2 separate regions of the Mus musculus genome follow, and region 1 is linked to region 2. A link is a contact called in public Hi-C data. All regions are on one chromosome and are shown on one strand. Each heading gives the region's core, a stretch centred on a gene start, on an enhancer-like site or on the middle of the called end of the contact. The rest is flanking DNA. Distances are from core to core; before and after follow the strand shown.

Region 1 (4,489 bases), core at 1,482-3,981, 410 kb before region 2:
TCTGCTTCCGTGAAATCTCTTCAGTCCTAGGACATCAAAAAGGTTGGGCATTCCAGGAAAGTACCAGCCCGCCCAGGAAACCTGAACACCTGGCGGGACCTCATCCGGCCCATTGTCCTGCAGGGACAGAAACAGAGCCCTAGTCATCAAGATTGTCCACCCCGGGGACATCTAGTCCCAAGCCTTCCATGGGTGGGACACATAGTCAGACTTCCTTCCTGCAGATTGTAGTCCAGTGTTCCCCTGGCCCCAGCCTCAGGTGGGCTACAGCACATCTAAGCAAACCCCCAGCAAAGGCTTACTTCTCTGCTTGCTTCCAAGAGACCCCTGACTCTCTTTGCTGGCAGGTTACCACAGCCTAGTGTTCCCCACTAAAGCCCTGGGTATTAATGGTGTTCTCAGCCTGTGTCTTCCAGTTCCCAGTAGAGAGCATACAAAGAGAGCTTCACACACACACATTCCCCAAGGACCCTGGAAAGGCGACAGACTGAAGTGAACATGTGCACAGATGTCTGTGTGTTTACTCAAGTGAGCAGCCCAGATGTTGGTGCCTGTGTGCTTGTGCGCAAGCGTGTGCTGCCCCTCTCCTCTCCCATGTGTGTTTCACGTGAGTGAAAACAAGAAAACAGGCTCAAGAGAAAACGGGGGTGAGGGTGGGGGGACACACAGAGAGAATGAGCCTGAGACAGTAGCAAACCGAGCCTCTGATCACAGGGGGCAGAGGTCCCATTGCATCTTCTTGCTTTGCCTGTGCTTAGGCCTGGGGTAGGGGTGTCTCCAGATGAGGTCAAGAGTCTACAGGTGGAGTTCAGGAAGGGCTGGCTTAGGCAACAGGCCCTACACCTCCTCATTCCCAGGCCCAATCTGAAAACTCTCCTAGGGCTACAGTTTGACCCAGCTGAGAAGTGACTCTGGGTTCCTGTGGTGGCCGGTGTGGATTGCCAACCTGACACCATCTAGAACCATCTGAGAGATGGGCCTCTAGGCATGCCTATGGAGAATGGAAATGAGATTAATTAATGAGGAAAGACTATGTTAATTAGAGGTGAGACCACGCCCTGGTCAGGGGAGCCTAGGTGATAAGTGGAGAGAGGACTCTGGGACAGTATCTGATCACCGCTCTTTGCCTCTTGAGTGTGTTACTCAATGCCACCAACTGATCCAGGCTCCCGCTACCCTTTGAATTCTTGGTCACAATGAACGTTAATCCTTAAACTTTGAGCCGGAGTAAACTTTATCTCCCTAAAATTGCTTTTGTCAGAATATTTCTTCACAGCAACAGAAAAAGAAATGAAGACTAGATAGAGCCCTAGTCATGCAGGATGCAGAGTGAGTCAGGGCTCCTGAGGCAGCTGGGAGACAGAGACACTCAGAGCCAGGGGCAAAGGTCCTAAAACTATCTGGCCTATCCCAAGAGGCCAATGTGCACAGTGAAAAGGTCTCACATCTGCTAAGAAGCAGAGGTGACATGGAGGTGAGAAAACCTCAAGGTTTTGAAATGTCCCACCCCACCCCCGACACCTTCACCTTGATGGGAACCCTCTAGATTCTGCCCACCCCTGCTTTCTTGGGGGAGGGGGCTGTGTGTAGGCGGGAACAGGCAGTCAGGAGCCCTGGCTTCTAGGCCTGGCTCTAAAGATCAGGTAATTCTGGGCATGAGACTGGTTCTCCAGGGCATCCTCTCCCTGTCTGTCTAATGGCGGACTGTAGAATCTACACCATGACTCTGCCTCCAAGGGCTACTGGGAAATGACACGGTAAGACGGGGCTTTGTTAATAGAATTCTGGCGCCGGCCATAGGAAGAACCATCCCAGGATCTCAGTGTCTTCCTCTTGGCGTCCCCTAAAGCTGTCCCGGGGAGAGGAAGGTGATTGTGGCTTCTGCCGGCCCACTTCCTGCAGCAGGGAGCATGGGGGAACTCACACTTCTGCTGTGTCACCTGCTCACTCATTTTTGCCACAGGAAAGCTCTCTCAAGAGTGAACCTCTAAGCCCTATAGGTCAAACTTGATGTGCTCCTTACAGTACCCAGCAACCATGACCAGAGCTGGAGGAGGGCTCCAGGCTGGGAATCAGGACATGGAGCCCTGGTCCCACATCTAAAACAAAGGACTTACCCTCACTGGGCCTATGAGAACAGGCCTCCCTTTTCCCTGCAGTGCCCAGAAGATGGAAAGTCCAAGAATTTCAAGGCAGGAAGACATAGGACTTCTTACCGAAAAGTGTGGAAGCCCTAAAATAGGGAGACACTCCTAAGTGCAGCATGAAATATGAATGGCTGGACAGAGATGCCGCTCTACCCAGAGGAGTCTGTATGTAGGATGGAGCCAACTGCCATCGCTGGTCTCATACCTCTCCTGAATCCTTCTTAATCATCCCCACGTAACCCCAGTGGCTCCTACTCTCTGCCACATGCTGCAGGCTCTCTCGCAAGCTCTCGGCTTTGCCCAAAGCTTCCATTGCCTGGAGACCTGCAGTTTGCCTAAGTCCCCACGAGAACCAAGTGGCTAGGTCACCATTATCTGGAAGCCCAGGAACCAGTGGGCTCAGTTTGTTTGGGTGGGCAGAACAGGAGGCAGACCTCAGCAGGCCGAAGAGAGGAGTGCTGACTCAGGGTCCCCAGGGCCAGGACACAGAGGAGCCGGCCAGTGGCTTGGGCAGATTGTGCAGACAGTCTGGATTGCGGAGGAGCTGGCGGGCGCGGGCCCGGCTTGGCGCGGGTGGCTGTGGGGGAGGCTGGAACTGCAGACTATTTTTAGGCTCCTGTTCGATTTGAGAGACAAGGATGCTCCAGGCTATAAGGCTTTGTTCACTGGGGAAAGACTAAGGTGGCCCATTCCCCTGTAAGTCACCATCACCCCACCAGGACCTCAAGGCCTTCAGAGTTTCCTCTTTTGCCCCTAGGGACCGGTGTTGGGGGACAGAAAGTGGACTGGACACATCTCCATCAACCCCCTATGCAAACATTGTGTGGAGAGGTGATTTCCATACCATTTGCAAGCTGCCCGGCTTCCTGAGCAGAAGGAATTGAAAGTCCCCTCTTAGAAAACTCTCAAGGGAGCAGGGCATTCACCCAGGCATCCAGGTCCCCCTTGAGCTGCCCTTCTGAGTGGCAGAAGAGCTACAAGCTAAAAAGCACCGATGGGGGCAGCAACCCAGTGGTGGAAGATCCACATGGGCTCCGAACAACAACTATGTTCCACTGGGTGAACTGGTCTCTCCCTGCAGAACATGGGCTCCCTCATTCCATCTGTGACCATCTTACTGAACACCTACTATATGTCCCACACTGTTCTAACTGCTGGAGATTCATTTGGGAACAAGACAAAATTCTCCACGCTCTGTGCTGGCCAGTAGAAATGTGATATTGAGCTACAGAGATAATTATAAATTTTCTAGTAAGCCACATTAGGAAAAAGGTTTTGTTTTGTCTTGTTTTGTTTTGTCTTGTTTTGTTTTGTTTTTTAAATGGGTGAAATTAGCTGGGTGCAGAGACATAGATTTGTAATCCCAGCAGCCTGCAGCAGCAACAGAAGGAGCCTCTGTGAGTTCAAGGTCTATGTGGGGTGTGTTTCAGACCTATCAAAGTTACACAGTGCAACTCTGTCTCAAAAATAAAATAAAACAAATAGATTGTGAGGGACGGGGGAGGCTGGAGAGGTGGCTCAGAATTTAAGAGCACTCACTGTTTTCTTATAGGACGTGGGTCCTCACCCGGTACCCATATCAGGCAGTTCACAACTACCCGTAACTCCAGCTCCTGGAGATCCAACACCCTCTGGCTTCCAGGGCACCGGAACACAAGGAGCACATGAAGTCACGAAGGTGTATACATGTATCCATAACAAAAAAAAAAATGGATTTTAAAAATAGCCGGGTGTAGTGGCACATGCCTTTAATCTTAGCACTTGGGAGGCAGAGGTAAGCAGTCTCTGTTTGAGGCCAGAGTGGTACATATGGTGAGTTCCAGGCCAGGGCTACACAGTCAGACACACCTCAAATAAAACAAAATAGTAACAACAACAACAAACCAAATCTGTCATTGCAATGTGTTGTCCACATAGCAATTTAAGATAAATGCCTGTCCCGTATTTAGATTTTTTTGAAGTCCAGTGTGTCTTTTACCATTCCTAGACATCTTAAATCAGGTAAGTCACATTTGGAGGGCACAGTGACCCCAGAAGGGTACAGTTGTAGAGGAAAACACTCATTTGAGTCAGGAGAAAGAAATACCACAGTTGATAAATGACATCTGTAGCTGCAGGAGCAATAGCTAGGTCAAGTAACAGGCCTGTGTCTGTCCAAGGTGATGCAGGCCCAACCTTAAAGATGGTCCCTTCTCTGTGCCTCTCTAAGACCATTTACTCTGCTTAACCTGGAGCAACTGCCTGTCTAAGTGCAGAACCCTTGTCAGGGTCAAGGCCAGCGGTTCTGGCACCAACTGCCTCCGGGATGTGGTCCTGTGTCATTCCCTTTGTGGGGCTGGCTC
Region 2 (4,556 bases), core at 1,963-4,462:
CAACAAAACAAAACAAAAGATAAAATTACTCCATCCCTTCACACTAACTGATGATGAGATGGCTCAGGACAAGAGAGCTCACTAAGCCCTGAGGTTCGATTCCTGAGACTCATGGTGGGAGCAAAGGACTGACTCCTGCAAGTTGTCCTCTGACCTCTATCATGTAACACAGCAAGAACATGTTAAATAAATGTAAAACACTTTTAAAAGTTTAAAAGCTTAGTGGATGCTGATTTAATGACCACTGCCAGAACTCTCGATTGAAGAAGGAAAGGCTACGCTGGCAAGGTCTCCCAGCACTCAGGTGCCAGGGGCAAGAGGACTGCACGATCCAGGCATGCCAGTTAGACCATGGCTCCAAAAAACAGTAAAAGTGACAAGAGCGTCAGTACTACAGTCTTTCCTTAGCTGACCTAAAATAACCCCTGGACAGTTTAACACAATGTATATGCATGAGATTTGAGAATCTTTAAAACAACCACAACCCAGGTCTAAATTCTGTGTGAGGGTAATTCTGGCATGCTTCTGTTGACTCTAGCATGTCCCAGTCTCACTGGAATCTTGCCTTTTGTAAAGCTGAACTGAAGACGCTAGGATAGACTTCTAAGAACATTTACAGTCCCTAACTGTCAGCCGCAGACTCCAAATAGTAAGTATAGTTTGTAATCCACCATGATATGGTATGACAGAAAAGGAAAAGGAAAAAAAAGAAAAGAAAAGCTGTTCTCCAGACTCACTAGGTGTGACAGTTTGAGTCTGTCACCTCCCCACCTGCTCTCTCCTGAGCGCTGAGCCAACACCCTGAGTAAATGAAGCTGAGGACTCACACCTAGTCACCCAAGGCCTACGCCCTCCCAGTGCCCCAGCCCTGGCAATAGGGAAGCAGCTCACACTCTCCTAAAGGAAGGGAGGGCAGCTCTGACCAGAAGGGGCTCCAGCATCAGATACAAGGCTGCCTCTCCTCACACCGCTTCCTGCCAAGGATGAACAGTCATTCCAGTATGAGGGGGAGTGTATCACCATCAGCCAAGCCCTCTTCTTTCCACACAGGATTCCCCTCCAGATGTTGCCGGTTTGCAAGCCAAAAGCTGCTTCCTGTCCTGCCATCTCCTGAGACTGCCTGGACAAACTGTCTTACTTGACTGCAATGCAGACCTTGCTTTGTTACTTCTAAAGTTACTCACACTTTGCCCAGTCATTTCTGAGGCCAGAGATGAACTTTAAGACTTTCAAGGAGCTACTCCTAATCCAGGGCAGCCCAATCCTGCCCTCTGTTATCCCTGGAGAAGATCTGCCGCAAAGTGGGGCAGCTGGCTGACCCTGAGAGCAGCAAAGCATTTCTAATTCTGACAGACTATAACCGGACAGAGGAACATCATATATACCACACACTCCCAGAGACTGCTGGACTTTTGCTATACATAACAGAACCCCAGTACTATAAAACAATCTATCATTAAATCAAAGGAGTTAGCAGAAGACAGCAACAGGAAAAATGCAAATACTCTTCTCCTCACTAAACTAATAGAGGCAAACGTTTGCCTTATGTAAGAGACATGTTCCCTGCAAAGGCTCTGTCAAGAAGCATTAAGCTACAAGAATATATTCTAAACTCCCCAGTGTAGCAAGGAATCAACTACCAAAATCTGCCCAAGGGTTCCTATCAGCTAGGTCACCTTGGGAAAGAAGCATAAAATTTCCACTCTCGGCCTGGCTGGGTGTGGTGGCTCGAGCTAGTTATGGCTGCACTTGGGAGGTAGAGGAAGGACCCCAAGTTCAAGACCACCATGTGACAGACACATAGGGCGTTCAGAGCCAGGCTGTGTTAGATGAAGAGATCCTGTTATAAATAATCCAAGGGCTCAGTGTTACCCAATATGCACAGCGGTGGAGGATTTGCCTAGAACGAACAAAGCTCTGGTTCAATCCCATTACTGCAAAACTTCAAAAGAGAAGATGGTCATACTCTACTCCCTGAGTGTATAACCATCTAGTTCAAGGCGCCTTTGCTTTGCTCCCACCCTTGGAAGGACCCACCCTGGAAAAGCTCAGTGGACTTCTCCAACACCTTCAGGAAATGCTGAAGCTGTAGAGGACCAAAATAAAGCACCAGCAAGACGAATTCAAGAGCTTGGTGACATACTAACACCGGAGGAACAGCTGCGCTCATAAATCCCCAGTCATCACAAGCATGCGTCCCTCAAACTGGTTTCGGGCAGACATGAAAGGAGAAGTAGAACGCGCCTTGGCACTAAAAGGAGTTCCAGTTCTTCAACATAGACAACTGGGCATCTCTGCGTTCTCCACGCGAAGGTTTTGGCTTAGGTCCGAAGACTGTTGTATTCTTTCAAAGTTCCAAAGGTCAGGCCGGTAACCACCCATGCAGATTTGTCAGACCCGTGTACCTTGGGCTCCAAGCTCCTTCACCTCCCTCTCCTCAAAGTGTGTGGCCCAAACTCAATCCAAACAAAGTGCTTGGCCAATAAGTAATTTTCTGGCTTGGCCTCTCTTCCTACCCTCTCTCAGCCTTCTTGATAAACACTAGGGACTCTCCTGTACTTTAGATGCTTGCTTCGCTACTGCTGTTGCTGTTAGGTGTTGGGTTATCTCCACATTTCTCCACCCCAACAGACTTCTACTTCCTCATTATGTTTCAATGAGCCTTTCTCCTAGGATGACTCAATACAGGTAGATCCCCCAAGACTGTAGAAATGGCACAGCAACATTTTGCTTCCCTTTCTGACTCTAAGACACCTCCCCAGGATAAGCGCGTGCTTGGCCCTTTTCTCCAGCAGAGGCCGGTCGGATGGGCTACAACCCGGGGTGCTCTAAGTGCCCACTTCTTTACAGCGCCCCGCCCCCTTGCCGCAGTTCCACCTGTTGCAAAGTCCCGCCTCCATACAAACTATGATAGGCCAGCCTTCAGATACCGCTCTCCCATTGGACAGGTGATCCGTCCCTCCTACGCCACGTCCCCGGCTCTGGCGAAAGAGGCCCAGGCCGCAGCCCTTTTCCCTAAAGAAATCTGAGAATTGGGGGTTCTACCTGGAAGGGGTTTACGTCCACTGGGTCCGCGAAGGGGTTAGTGTCGAAGGCCGACATGGTGATCGAGGGCCAGCGGGTGATCTCCGCGAGCGCTACTGCCTTTGGTCACTCAGACCCAGCGGCACACAGTGTAAACCCTCCACTTCCGGGAGCAAGGCAGCCGTTCTGGCGCAGGCGTAGCGCCCTCTGTGGGGGCGTGGCCCTGGACGTCACAAAGGTCCGTTCCGCCCCTGCCCAGCCTATTAGAAAGCGAAGGTTATTCATTCTGTCTCCATCCACTTTCTTTTTATCTCCAGAGATGCTGAGGATAGAATCCAGGGTCTCACGAATAATAGACATAGGTGTAGCCTTGAGCTACATACCCAAACCTTCTATCCACTTAGTCCTCCGGTGCAGAATCTCTTCTGATGTCTTCCTTCCTATGTGTATTTATTTTGAGCTTCCAAATAAAGGACTGGCAGGAAAGGATCATGCATTCATTCCTAGAGGGCAAAATTGAGGCGTTCGAGCAAGTCCCGGACCAAAAGGACAGGGGAGACATGTCAAACAGGAGTTATCTGAACAACTGTGCTCCAGGATAAAGCTGGAAGACCTTGCATCAACCCCTGCCCTAGATAAGCAGGATTTCTTTTAGGCTCCACCCTCCTGTGATTTCATAGATATCCTAGAGGTGGTAGTTAATTCACTCACAAACTCACAAACTTATTTATCCATGTCTTTCGGGCCGCTGTGAAATCTAGCTTGAATCGTTTCTTACCCTGGAATAGAACAGCGCTACTGATTGGTCTATTCTTGTGTTGCAACCAGATGGGTTTTTTGATTTTTGTGGTTTTGGTTTGTTTGTTTTGTTTTTATTTGGGGGGTTGTTTGTTTGTTTTGTTTTGTTTGCTTTTGGTTGTTTGGTTATTGTTTTTCCAGGGTTTTTGGCAGGTTGGTTTGCTTTTCTTGGTTTTGTTGCCTTTTTATTGTTTGTAGGTTTGAGGAATCTCTCATCCTAGAGTCTGATTGATACTCTTCTCACCAGCTAAGAAAAAAAAAATTCCAGCATAATTACCATTTACTGTTAAAGGCTGTTGACATAAAGTTAATATTCCTTTACTATGTGTATATTTTATGTTAGAGTAAAATGAATCAGGCTTAAAGCTTGAATGTTCATGTCCTTTTCCAAGATATTTCCTAAGAATCTCAAACAAAACTATTTACAATGAAGACATCATCTTTCTACATCCTGGGGAGTTTATCAACAGTAATCTGACAGGTCCACTTCAGAACTACCCAGTGATCTCGTTTAAGCTTTTTTTTTTTTTTTTTTTTTTTTTAATAGTCATGGTGGTAGTAGTAGTCATTCTTGTAGTGGTAGTAGTGATGCTGTGTGCACATGAGGGGTGGATGGGAGCGCATGTGTTAGGGGCTAATGTGGAGTTGGTTCTCTCCTCCCACATTTATGTGATTTTCAGGGACTGAACTCAGGTCACCAGGCACAGCAGCAAGCACCCTCACCCCTAAACCAT

The links. A called contact is a pair of places that touch in the nucleus more often than the background predicts.
Region 1: a contact with region 2 is called in a Hi-C map of B cells, with 21 read pairs. The contact joins the enhancer-like site here to the promoter of Scamp2 in region 2. A contact is called at or near these places in 1 of 484 Hi-C or Micro-C datasets (B cells) and 1 of 115 datasets of contacts at active chromatin or transcription factors (pancreatic cancer cells).

The regions. Positions count from the first base shown.
Region 1 is chr9:57,965,968-57,970,456 of GRCm38.p6, reverse strand. No RefSeq gene overlaps it. Among named protein-coding and RNA genes, the nearest start is that of Sema7a, 28 kb to the right of the region's middle. Within about 2 kb of position 2,731, at least 95 of the 459 cell types and tissues checked have an H3K27ac peak or open chromatin away from gene starts, as enhancers often do. A contact at or near this core is called in B cells, where this site is marked.
Region 2 is chr9:57,559,600-57,564,155 of GRCm38.p6, reverse strand. It overlaps Scamp2 (secretory carrier membrane protein 2), which reads right to left and starts at 3,212. Exons shown (of 9, transcript NM_022813.3): 1 at 3,046-3,212. The coding sequence starts at 3,102.